Regions from separate parts of the Sus scrofa genome. Here all the other regions are linked to region 3. Evidence: chromatin contacts called from public HiChIP or PLAC-seq and promoter capture Hi-C data. All regions are on one chromosome and are shown on one strand. Each heading gives the region's core, a stretch centred on a gene start, on an enhancer-like site or on the middle of the called end of the contact. The rest is flanking DNA. Distances are from core to core; before and after follow the strand shown.

Region 1 (3,472 bases), core at 935-3,434, 290 kb before region 3:
TCGTTAATAATTATAATTTCACTCTACTCAGGCTTTCTAATCCAAACCTATTAAAATATTATTTGGTTAAATTTCAAAATCTCTAAGTAAAAAGAGATACTTTCCTTATGTTCAAATATGGAAAAGTACCAACAGGTTTAACAGTGTAGGTTTCGCAACAAGATACCGTTTAAACCAAAAATTGATTGTTAGGCTTCTAAAAATTCAAACTATGTCCATACTTTCCTTCTTAACAAGCTATGTAACATCAAAACTGAAGTTCAACAGGGGAGGGGAGCAGTTGTGAGTTCTTATTTTTTAAGTGTTAATCATAAGGTATTTGCACACAATATAAAATCCAGTGACAATTTTTCTTTGTAGAAAGAAAGACAGCTTTTTAAATAATGTTAATTATTCACAGATGGGCTGATGAGACATCCCTTTTCTTAATACTTTACTAGATGCTACATGGGTTATGTTTATTATTTTAAAAAGTGATGAATATCCCACATGAATGTAAGCCATTATTTCTAAACTGAAAAGTCAGAGCCCCAACAAAAAGGATTTGGGTTTAGGACTGGGAGGCAAACTCTAGGTTGGGAAAAATGCCAAGCTGTGTCAGGACTCAAAATGCAGAGAACTTGGAAGTTCCTGCTGTGGTGCAGCATGTTAAGATCCAGGGTTGTCTTTGTGGTAGCATGGGTTTGTTCCCCATCTTGAGAACTTCCATATGCCAGCGGGTGCAGCCAAAAAAAAAAAGAAAAAGAAAAAGAAAAGAAAAGAAGATGCAGAGAACTTGAAGAAGGTCACATTTAGGATTAGGAAAGGGTAGGTAAACCTGCCTCTATCTAAATTCAAAGTTGGAGATTTCAGGGTGGTAACGACACTCTGATTCTGAAATTTAGTTCCCCAAAGCTGTTAATAAAATACAAGTAACAAAGCATTCATCATGTATGGCCAGTATTTTTACATTAAAAGATTTTTTAAAATAGCTGAACCATTAAGCCTGTAACCGCATCCAATAGTCTTCACTGGTTGAGAGTAGTTTGTATAAATCCCATAAAGAAGACATTGACTTGAGCTCAACGTGTTTCCATTTATCCGTAAATTTAGAAGACATTACATGGTTACCTAAGACCTGAAACTTCAGGAATTTATGCTGACTAGCTCACGGTATTGCCCCGCATTTACAACAGACTTATCAGTAAATAGGAAGTGTATACACAGCTTCTGAGAACCAACTTTAGCCAATCTGACCTTTTTCCAAAGCGTTTTGGTTTGTTTTGAAACTTTTAATCCAATAAGAGCCTCTGTCGATGCCATCATGAATTCAGATGTTTATTTTGGAGCCTACACCAGCGCCTTTTTTGTTTGCTCTTTCCGGCAATTCCCCAGTGAGGAGGAAGCCCCTGGAGTAAGTAAGGTCTTTCTCTATCGTCGGCACTGGAGGGGTGACAGCTGTAAAGAGGGAGAATAGGGAACCGCATGGGGTTGGCCACTCTGGTACTTGAGTGGCTTTCGTCGCCTTTAGGAGACGGGGAAGGGGAAACGAGCAGAAGATAGAAATGCCACCAAGGACCAGAAGCGAAAAGGGGAGCAAGGCGTGCGTGGGGCAGGGGAGCGAGCAATCAGGTGAGGGTAAAGGACCGGGAAGGGGGCGGCGCCCAGGGACCCGATCCAGGCGGTAGGCGTAGGCGGGCGGGGAGCTGCCCAGAGGTGGGTGTGTGTATCTGGGTGTGTCCGGGCTGCCGTGGGGGAGGGGGCCGCCCATCCCGGGGTCCTGAGGGAGGGGCTCGCCGAGGGGGCGGGTCCGGCAGCTCAGCCCGGCCCGGGGCCAAGAGGGTGGAAGGTCTCCCGGTGCCTTGAGGCGGGGTAGGAGGGAAGTGGCTGAACGCCCCAGGAGTACGCTGTGGCGGAGACCAGGCGAACCGGCCCCAATGCAGGGCAGCAGGACCCGCTTGCGAGGCCCGAGCCCAGTTAAGGAGCAGCACCTACCTCCGGGGGTGGAAATGGGCCGGAATGGGCCGGAACACCGTCCCGGAAGTGAAACCCCCCACCCCCTCCCCCAGAGCGGGCTACGTGCCGGAAGGAAATCACTCACCCTTACACCGCCCCTCTCCCCCCTCCCCCAGCGCTTTCCGTCCCTCGCGCCCCCTCCCCTCTCTTCTTTTCCTCCTCAGTCGGTAGGAGGGCGGGCGCTCTGTGTCACGTGGCCGGCCTGTCCACGCCCACAACGGCGAGCAGGAGCTGGTCAAGAGGTGGGGCCAGGGGGGAGCTTAGCGGACGGAAAGGAGCTACGGTTGGAGGAGGAGACTGAGGGAGGGGGAAGACTGGAGAGGGATGCTGGCGGAGAGAATGCGTCGTGACGTCACGGAAAAGAGTCCTTATATACTGGCGCCTGGGCGCCATCTCAGTCTTTCGAGGCTGCGGGTTGGCTCTTGGTGAGTGTGTTTTCTTTGTTTAAGTAAATTCTTGGTCTGAGGCCTCCAGTTTTTGGCAGTTAAAATCGCCAGTCCCTTTTAGGCCAGTCGCAGGCCTTCGCAGGGCTCAGAAGATAAGAATGGTGGAGCAGTGCGCCTTGGGTGGCCGGCGTGGCCTGATTTGTATTCGATTTGTTGGGTCGCACTGCGGAAAAACCTCGGCTCGGGGCCCTGCCTCTGATGAAGCCTGTGTTGGTAGGGACATCTGAGACTTGATGAATGCCAACGGCTCTGATGGCGGTGCTTGCCGAGTTGCCGAGCGGGTTTCTGTTAATGCCTTCTGCTCTTGCCTCTTCCCGTCTCTCAGTAAGGCCACGTGAGCCTCTAAATGGCTGCATTCCCCATTGCAGCATTTTAGTGCCCTCAGAATGCTCCTGTGAAATTTTGAGTGGTGTAGTAAAAGACCTGCAAACATGATGGGGAGACGACAATGATTAGATGTGGGGAAAAAACGAATTTTGGGAGTTCTTTGATGGCCTAGCAGGTTGAGGCTCCTGCATTCTCTGCGCTGTGGTTCTGGCTGCTGCTGTGCCGCGTAGGTTCGATCCCCGGACCAGGAATGCCCAGACACTATACTGCATGTGTGGCAAAAAAGAAAATACAAAAGAAAAAAATCTAATTTTGAAAATCCCTAATCTTTTCTAGGAATGGTGCTAGGGATGAATGCAATGTGGCTTTTGATGGCTTCTGATGGGCAGGTAAGAAACAGCTAAATGGAGAAGAATGGGATCTGCTTAGGTGATTTTTTTGTTAAGCCTATGATGGTTAAAGAGTAGTGGGCAGAAGGAATTTCTGAAAAATTCAATTCTGAGGCTTAAATTCTTAAGATATTAATGGTTAGCTTAGCAACGCAGTATGTTTCATTAGATTTCCTTTGTTTTCTAGCTAAGCGCCCAGGATATGAGAATCGCTGCTGGGGTGAGTTATAGAAATTCCCTCCACCAGGGGTGTTAGGTTGACAATTCCTTTGTGCCATAATGATGACATTTTATTTGCTACTCTTGACAGTGAGG
Region 2 (3,557 bases), core at 489-2,988, 430 kb before region 3:
AAAATGAATTTTGGGATGCTCCTCCATTTTAAACATATTTTTAACTGAAATATTTATGAAATACAAATAAATTTAACTTAAAAATCATATTTTTAAGGGAACTGTGAAGAAGGTCTACCAATTGAAATGCAACTATTAATAGTTCAAAGAAATTAAAATATCTATGTTGATTTATGAAGTTGGGTTACTTGTTTCACCTAGACAGGGAAGTTGGCATGTTTGCCTAGCAACAGCCGCTAAAACCTTCTGTTGTGGAAGGTTCCCTAGTAGTGAGAAGGGAGGAGGAGGAAAAACTGGAGGAACGGATTAATCTGTTTTCCCCAGCAGGGGACTGAGGCCTGGCTGGAGAAGGGAAAGGCTATCCAAGAGATAGACTTTAGATTAGCACACACTAACCTAATCCTCCCATGGTAGCTACAAGTTTGCTCATTGTAGGACTGCGACCACTATTTAAGGGGTTGAAGAGATGCTTAGAGACCTAGCCCACTTCAAAGAGAGGAAATTCCAATCAGTTGAAAGACATCAATGGATCTTCTGAAAAGAAGCTGAAATCTGTGTAGCAAGAGGGTGTTAGCAACTAAAAAGAACTTCCCTGCTCAGAGTTTAGGAAGGTGTGTGATATATTTACAAATAATATAAAAACGCTATCTTTTATAGTGATTTGGTTTATTACCTTAAAGTCAGGAGCTTCTTTAAATATAGTACTTCTCTTGGTATTGGTGATATATGCAATGAAGAAAGGACTGGAAAGCAAAAATTTCTGCTCCCTTGACCAAGACCTGAAGTAAAAAGAAAAGAACATGATAATGCAGAGAAATATTGACTGGGTGCTTATTTTTAAGGACCATCTCTCTCCTCTCTTCCAGATGATTTATTTTGAAGTTAGGATGTATGGTATGAAAAGAATTCCATTTCTCTCTCTCCCTCCTGCATGTGACAAGTTCCTGGGCCAGGGATTGAACCCACGCCACAGCAGTGACCCAAGCCACTTCAGTGACAATGATGGCTCCTTAACCTGCTGCACCACAAGGGAACTCACATTTCTCTCCTTTCTTAAAAGCAAGTATTTGGCTAAACTGAATCATCTTGAAGTGGTCTCCCATTATCCCAAATCAAAATGCCTTGTTTTCCTTGAGAGAAGAAATTTTCAATATCGCATGACTAACTTTTAGATCCAAGAGCTCTTCTATGGGCCCAATTTTTTTCTGTCCTCCCTTAGACAGCTCTTCACTGGTCACACAGGTCTGGAGAGACATTTTGGGGCCGTGAATGTCTGGCCTTTGGGTGGTTTAGACCTGTTGGGAGCCTGAACTCTTTGGGAGCTCTGTGAGAAAAGTGACCAGGGCCAAGCTGGTTAATCAAGAACCATGATAAAATGAGATAAGAACAAATTCTCCTGGGGTGGATGAGAGAGGTGAAAAAGAAACAACAGTATAGGGAGGAGCTGAGAAAGCCAAGGGCGTAGAGGTAAGCACGGGATTGGCTGGAAACCTCAGAAATTTTGCAGTTCACCCTCGCTGTCTGGCCTCTTGCCCGGCTGGGCTCCAAGGCGCTGGTGGACCAGTTTTTCGGCTCAGGGCGTGGGTGCGCTCCGGAAGCAGGCAGCGAGCGTCGCCACCCTCCCTCCGGGGCGTTGGCGGCCGGTGACTCAGAGTTTTGCTCCGGCGCCCGCCCCGCCCTCCTCTTGCCCCGCCTTCGGAGGGAGGAGCCTCTCCCTCGTCTCCGCCCCAGTCTCTGGGGCGGGCCGGAGCCCGAGGAAGAGGAAGGGGGCGAGGACAACGAGCGACCGGGCGGGGGCGGAGGAGGAGGAGGAAGAGGAGGCAGACCAACAAGATGGCCCCTGCTGCAGGAGCAGCCTCAGCAGCAGCAGGTGGGAAGCCGGAGGCGGCGCTGGCGGTAGCAGCGACGGCCGTGGCCCGGCGGCCTGGGACAGAGTCAGAGTCGACGGTGGCGGCGGCGGCGGCGGTGGCTGCCCCGGCGGTGGCAACGGCCGCGGGGACTCGGAGCTGAGAGGAGCTGCTGCTCGGATCAGCGCGGTGAGCGAGCGGCAGGCGGCGGCGGCGGCGTGGGGAGCGGGGCGGCCACGGCCAGGCCTCGGTCGGGAACAATAGGCAGCCGCGGCGGGGTAGAAGCTGTCCTCCGCCGCCCTCGGCTCCTCGGCCGTAGCGTTCGCCCGCCCCGCCTCAGGCCCCGCCGGCGGCGGCGGGGTGGGGGGGGCCTTGTCAGTGTCCGGCGTCCTTTAGGCCTCAGGCCTCCGCGTGCCGCCGGAAGGGCCTGGCGGGGTGAGTAGGCCGTGGGGAGGTGCAGACGCCGCCCTGGACGAGGGAGGTCGAGGGAGGCTCCGGCCTGAGGGAGGGGGCCGCAGGGCTGCTCAGCCTCTCTGTTAGTCCGAGGGCCTCGGCCGGGAGGCGGGTGAGCACGGGAAATGCTTTTTGGACCCTCAGTCTGTGGGGGTGGGGAAGGTGAAGGCGTCTGTAAACAGGCGCCGCCTCTGCTTCCCTGCACCTCGGGAGCTCCCTTCTGCTCCTTAAGCACTGTCCTTCCTCAGCCCATTGGGTTTTACTACGTCTGTTTCCCTGGAGCTACTGCAGATTGAGCCTGATAGTCTTTCTTCCCGGCGGTGATAGGAAGGTTATGTTTGCAGGTGTCTTTCAAAAAATATTTTTGGTGCAACAAAAACAAACCTACAAGGTAGATGTGATTTTCGACGAGAGCTAGAGAGAGCCAAAGGATGATCCTCTTTAAACACTTCTGGGTATCAATTGTCTCTAAACATCAGTTTTGCCTATGTCCTGGGTGAGAGTGAAACAAGGGCTCTTTTGGAGCAGTAAATAATATAACTCTTGACATCCCAGAATAGTCCCTGAAACTGGAAACAAAGCCACTTAGTGCTACGCGAAGACAAATTGTAATGCTTGAATAGAACTTTTCTTCAAAGGGACTGTTTTTGAATTATTAATGTGCTGCATAACAAGCAACGTTAACTAGCATAAAATGGACCTAGTGAAGCGTTTCTTTGGGAGACAGAAGTCTCTAGGCTAGAATTTCTTATGTCTCTAAATAATTTTCAAAAACTAGGAGCAACTGTTCTGCTTTGAAGGTTTAATCTTATCAAGAGATAGCTCCTCATTACAGTTGCCCTGCATAGTGGTGTTTGAAAACTTCAGCAGTTAGCTACTATTTCTCCTAAACTTAATTTCTCAAGGCCTCTATCATGAACATTTCCAAGTAATGGGGAAAATTTCTCAAGGTGTGCAGAAATTTATATTAAAATTGTTTGGATGCATCCAAAAGACTGCTTTCCACTATTTAACATTCAATTGCATGGTCCTGTGCTGTGCAGAGATGCCAGTTAATATCTTTTACCCTTTAGGGTAAATTTTTTAATTCGAATTGTCCATGTCTGTTGTAATTCAGAGTCTTTTCAGGTTATATGAAGTTTAACGAGTGGCACTTGTCCTTAGTTCTTCCACAAGAGTTGACAGTAAATAGACTAGCAATTGAATAAACGTGGAGGTTACACTATTTTGTTCTATTTTTTTATTGTTTAGGATTGA
Region 3 (3,174 bases), core at 460-2,959:
ATATTAATAGTTATCTTTAATATATTTAACTCAAGAGTTCTGATAAGATTTTGTTTTATGGGAGGTGAGGGCTGTAGATTGGAGTGGGAAGAAACATTCTCTGAAAATCCTTTGGAGTCTTGGAGAAATACTAATACCTAGATTTCAAGTATGAGACTGGACATAGTCTGTATTTCCGAAGCCCTTCCCTGTCTTTAAGGTCTGAATGTTCCATTTCTCATCCTTTTTCTAGCCTAGTTCTCTTTCAAAAAACTTAGCTTTTCCCTTAATCAGTGGCTGGAAAATGGATTTAAGGAATTTAAAAGGGGGGTGGTTAGGACTAAGTTTAAGAATCTCTCCCAGGTGCTCTGCATGGGTCTGTCCAAGCACTGATTAATCTCATAAACTTTGCCCTCTGTATATACTACATATACCTGGACACTATATAAAAAGGGTACAAAGCAAAGGTCATAAAGCCTTGGACCACAGTGTAGTGGGGCCACTGGAACTCCAGAAACATAACTAGACACATCTGGGCCGTTTCATGTTAAATGTAATAAACTTAAAGTTTGCTTATTCAGGAGCTGTAAAACCACGGTTACACCCATGTACTCCAAGTCATAGTGGTATGATTGCCAGGCTAGATCATGGGTCAGCGATTCGGCAAGGCTACGTGCTGCTGGAAGCATGGCAGATGGGGGAGGGGGCAGTGAGAGGCACGCAGCTATGAAACAAAAGGGTCTACAACTGGGGAGGTGGGGTGCTCCGGTGCCTGCCATGGATCACTGCAACTGAACGACCTCAGGAAGCCCTTGCCTCAAGGTGTTGCAGGTTCTGGAGTGAAGGACACACCCACACACAGAGTGTTCTGGGATCCTCCCAAAGCTGTTATCAAATCATATTGTGGCCACTGGAGCAGGATCAGGGTAAAAAGTCTTTCAGCTACTTACTTGGCAAGCTAGTGGTTTCAAATTTTTTGTGCAAATACCACTGCAGCAAGCAGAACCCTCAGATAACACGCTGGGCCCTTCCTGAACCTTCAGCCAGCAGCAGTGTCCTCTGACTTTGGCCTTGGACACCCACTTTCCCCAGGGAGCAAATTCCAGAACCGAAGGAGGGAGGTGAGACCCTGGGCACAAGTCCCAGGAACTGACCGCAGATGAGGCTCGGCTCCTGCCTCCTCCCTGTTTCGGCTGAACCACGCTACTTGCAGAGTTTAGAAGACAGAATTAAATAGACAACAAACCCTCCTCTGCACTGGCCTGCAGTTCCCAGGACCTGATTTTGTTCCCCTCCCCCTCTCTAAAGCCAGCCCAGCCATGCGGGGGCCGGGAGGCTGGAGAGGATCAAGTGGCGGGCGCATGGCTGACCAGAGGGTCGCCTCCTCTCAGCGGCGATCTGTCGCCGCGGGGCAGGGCACATAGGAAAGGCACGTGCAGGAACCGGTGCCGGGAGGAGGCGGGCGGCAAGCGGTGGAGGACGGAAGGGAGAAAAAGGGGAAGGCACCTCCGAGTCCGGGCGTAACCCAGGGCAGGGCGACAAACTGGCCACTTACGAGTCTCCCAGAAAGTCGTGGAAACGGATGCGGCCGATGGTAGTATTGGCTTCGAAGTTGGGAGCCTCGTCCCCGAGAAGCAGACCTCCGGGCATGGCGGCAGCAGTGACGCGGGAAGATGAAGAAGCCCAGCAGCGACAGCTAACGGATGGCTGGTTCTAGCCTTGTAGGTGTTGCGGGGAGGAATAAATGGGGCTTCAAGGGGCGGGGCGGGACGGGACAGGAGGGAGCAAGGTGGGCGGGACCAAAGCACAGCCAAGATGGGCGGGGCCGCGGCGGGCGGGAGGGGCGGGGCCAGGCCTTGGCGGGGTGGGCGGGGCCCACGCTGGCGGGCGCGGTAGGAGAGGCCGGAACTGGCGGTAGTCTGAAGCAGGGCTGGGACAGAACAGCCCTGGGCGCGGTCCAACACCTCGCCAGGCCTCTAACCTGCCAGGATCCCTCACGTGACAGGGGACTCAATGACGTCGCCCTCTGGAATCTTGGGGGTGCGTTCTGGGCATTGGAGGTAAAGGAAGCGGAACGCAATAGGAAGGGGAGCCCCAAGGCTGAGAGCGGCCCTGCGGAGCCGCAAGAATCCGCGGAGACCCTCCTGACACCCATTCACGGTCGACTCCCAGCAGAGGGGTCCCGCGACCCCTCCACTCCCTGCTCTCTTAGTGTGAGCGTCTGGAATCCTGACCGCCCCAGCCAGCCTAGCCATCCTGATTTCTGTATCTGAGAATGTGGCAAGACCCAGACATGTGGGGCACCTTACGTCAGAGGAAGTGGCTTTCTTGTTGCAGCAAAAATGCCAGCACCTATGTCAGTAAGTGCTTGGGGGAATGAGAACAAAGTTTTATTTTTATTCCACTCCCAGAGTTCACTATGAATCATAAGCTATTCAACACAGTTATCCTGAAATCTAAATCTAAATTTAAAAACATATTTGTTGTGGTCTATTGTGTGCAAGTCAACTCTTCCACCCAAGAAAGTGGGAAGTTTAGATTCATTTCTTTGCTTTCTGTGTGCCAAGCACAAGGTAGACAAAATGACTGTATTCTTGGAGCTTTCATTATAGTGAGGGAGGCGTAATTAAACAAGAATATGTTAAACAGTAGTAAATCCTATTCAGAGAAAGTAAGGTTATGTGCCACAGGGTGACTGGGGTGCATCTTGAATTGGATAGTCTGGTCTGAGAAAGCCTCTGGGTTAATGTAGGTAAACTATAAGTGGTTACCATTGTCAGCTGCATCCGTTTCCACAATCATCTTAATTTACATAGTAAGTTCTCTGGCAACAGTAGCTATTATTTGGATGATGATAGTAGTTTATGCAATAACCCTTGCGTTGCCGACTATGTGCTAGGCATTGTGCTAGGCCTGCTGATAACAGAGGAGAGATATGGTTTTACAAGGAAGGCAGAGGTATGTACAGTTATGATAAAAACCTAGCGTAAATGCTGATGGAGTTTGGGTGGAGAAGATGGACCAAAATTACCAAAAATTCTCTGGATGGTGGTCCCCAGACTTAGAGAAGGCACATGGCAGTGTGAAGAAAAATGACTCACATACTAAGATTTCAGTTTTCAGTGGAGTGATGTTTTCGTGTGTATGCGTGCCAATCATATTTGCTCAGTTCTCCTGTACAAGGACTTGTAAGAT

The links. Promoter capture Hi-C pulls out the DNA fragments that hold promoters and counts their contacts. HiChIP or PLAC-seq counts read pairs in DNA pulled down with a chosen protein or histone mark.
Region 1: a contact with region 3 is called in a promoter capture Hi-C map of fetal liver, with 3 times the contacts expected there. The contact joins the promoter of ZBTB37 here to the promoter of PRDX6 in region 3. A contact is called at or near these places in 2 of 5 promoter capture datasets (fetal liver and liver), 3 of 47 Hi-C or Micro-C datasets (heart right ventricle, mesenteric adipose tissue and skeletal muscle) and 1 of 2 datasets of contacts at active chromatin or transcription factors (alveolar macrophages).
Region 2: a contact with region 3 is called in an H3K27ac HiChIP or PLAC-seq map of alveolar macrophages. The contact joins the promoter of RC3H1 here to the promoter of PRDX6 in region 3. A contact is called at or near these places in 1 of 5 promoter capture datasets (fetal liver), 3 of 47 Hi-C or Micro-C datasets (alveolar macrophages, heart right ventricle and liver) and 1 of 2 datasets of contacts at active chromatin or transcription factors (alveolar macrophages).

What each region holds. Positions count from the first base shown.
Region 1 is chr9:116,147,946-116,151,417 of Sscrofa11.1, reverse strand. It overlaps ZBTB37 (zinc finger and BTB domain-containing protein 37), which reads right to left and starts at 2,184. Exons shown (of 5, transcript XM_013989614.2): 1 at 2,081-2,184; 2 at 1,237-1,437. LOC110255511 (a long non-coding RNA gene) reads left to right here and starts at 2,285. Exons shown (of 11, transcript XR_002335927.1): 1 at 2,285-2,420; 2 at 3,105-3,157; 3 at 3,345-3,472.
Region 2 is chr9:116,290,636-116,294,192 of Sscrofa11.1, reverse strand. RC3H1 (roquin-1) reads left to right here and starts at 1,738. Exons shown (of 20, transcript XM_005656721.3): 1 at 1,738-2,036.
Region 3 is chr9:115,856,164-115,859,337 of Sscrofa11.1, reverse strand. PRDX6 (peroxiredoxin 6) reads right to left here and starts at 1,709. Exons shown (of 5, transcript NM_214408.1): 1 at 1,535-1,709. The coding sequence starts at 1,629. It also overlaps a transcript of TNFSF4 not described here.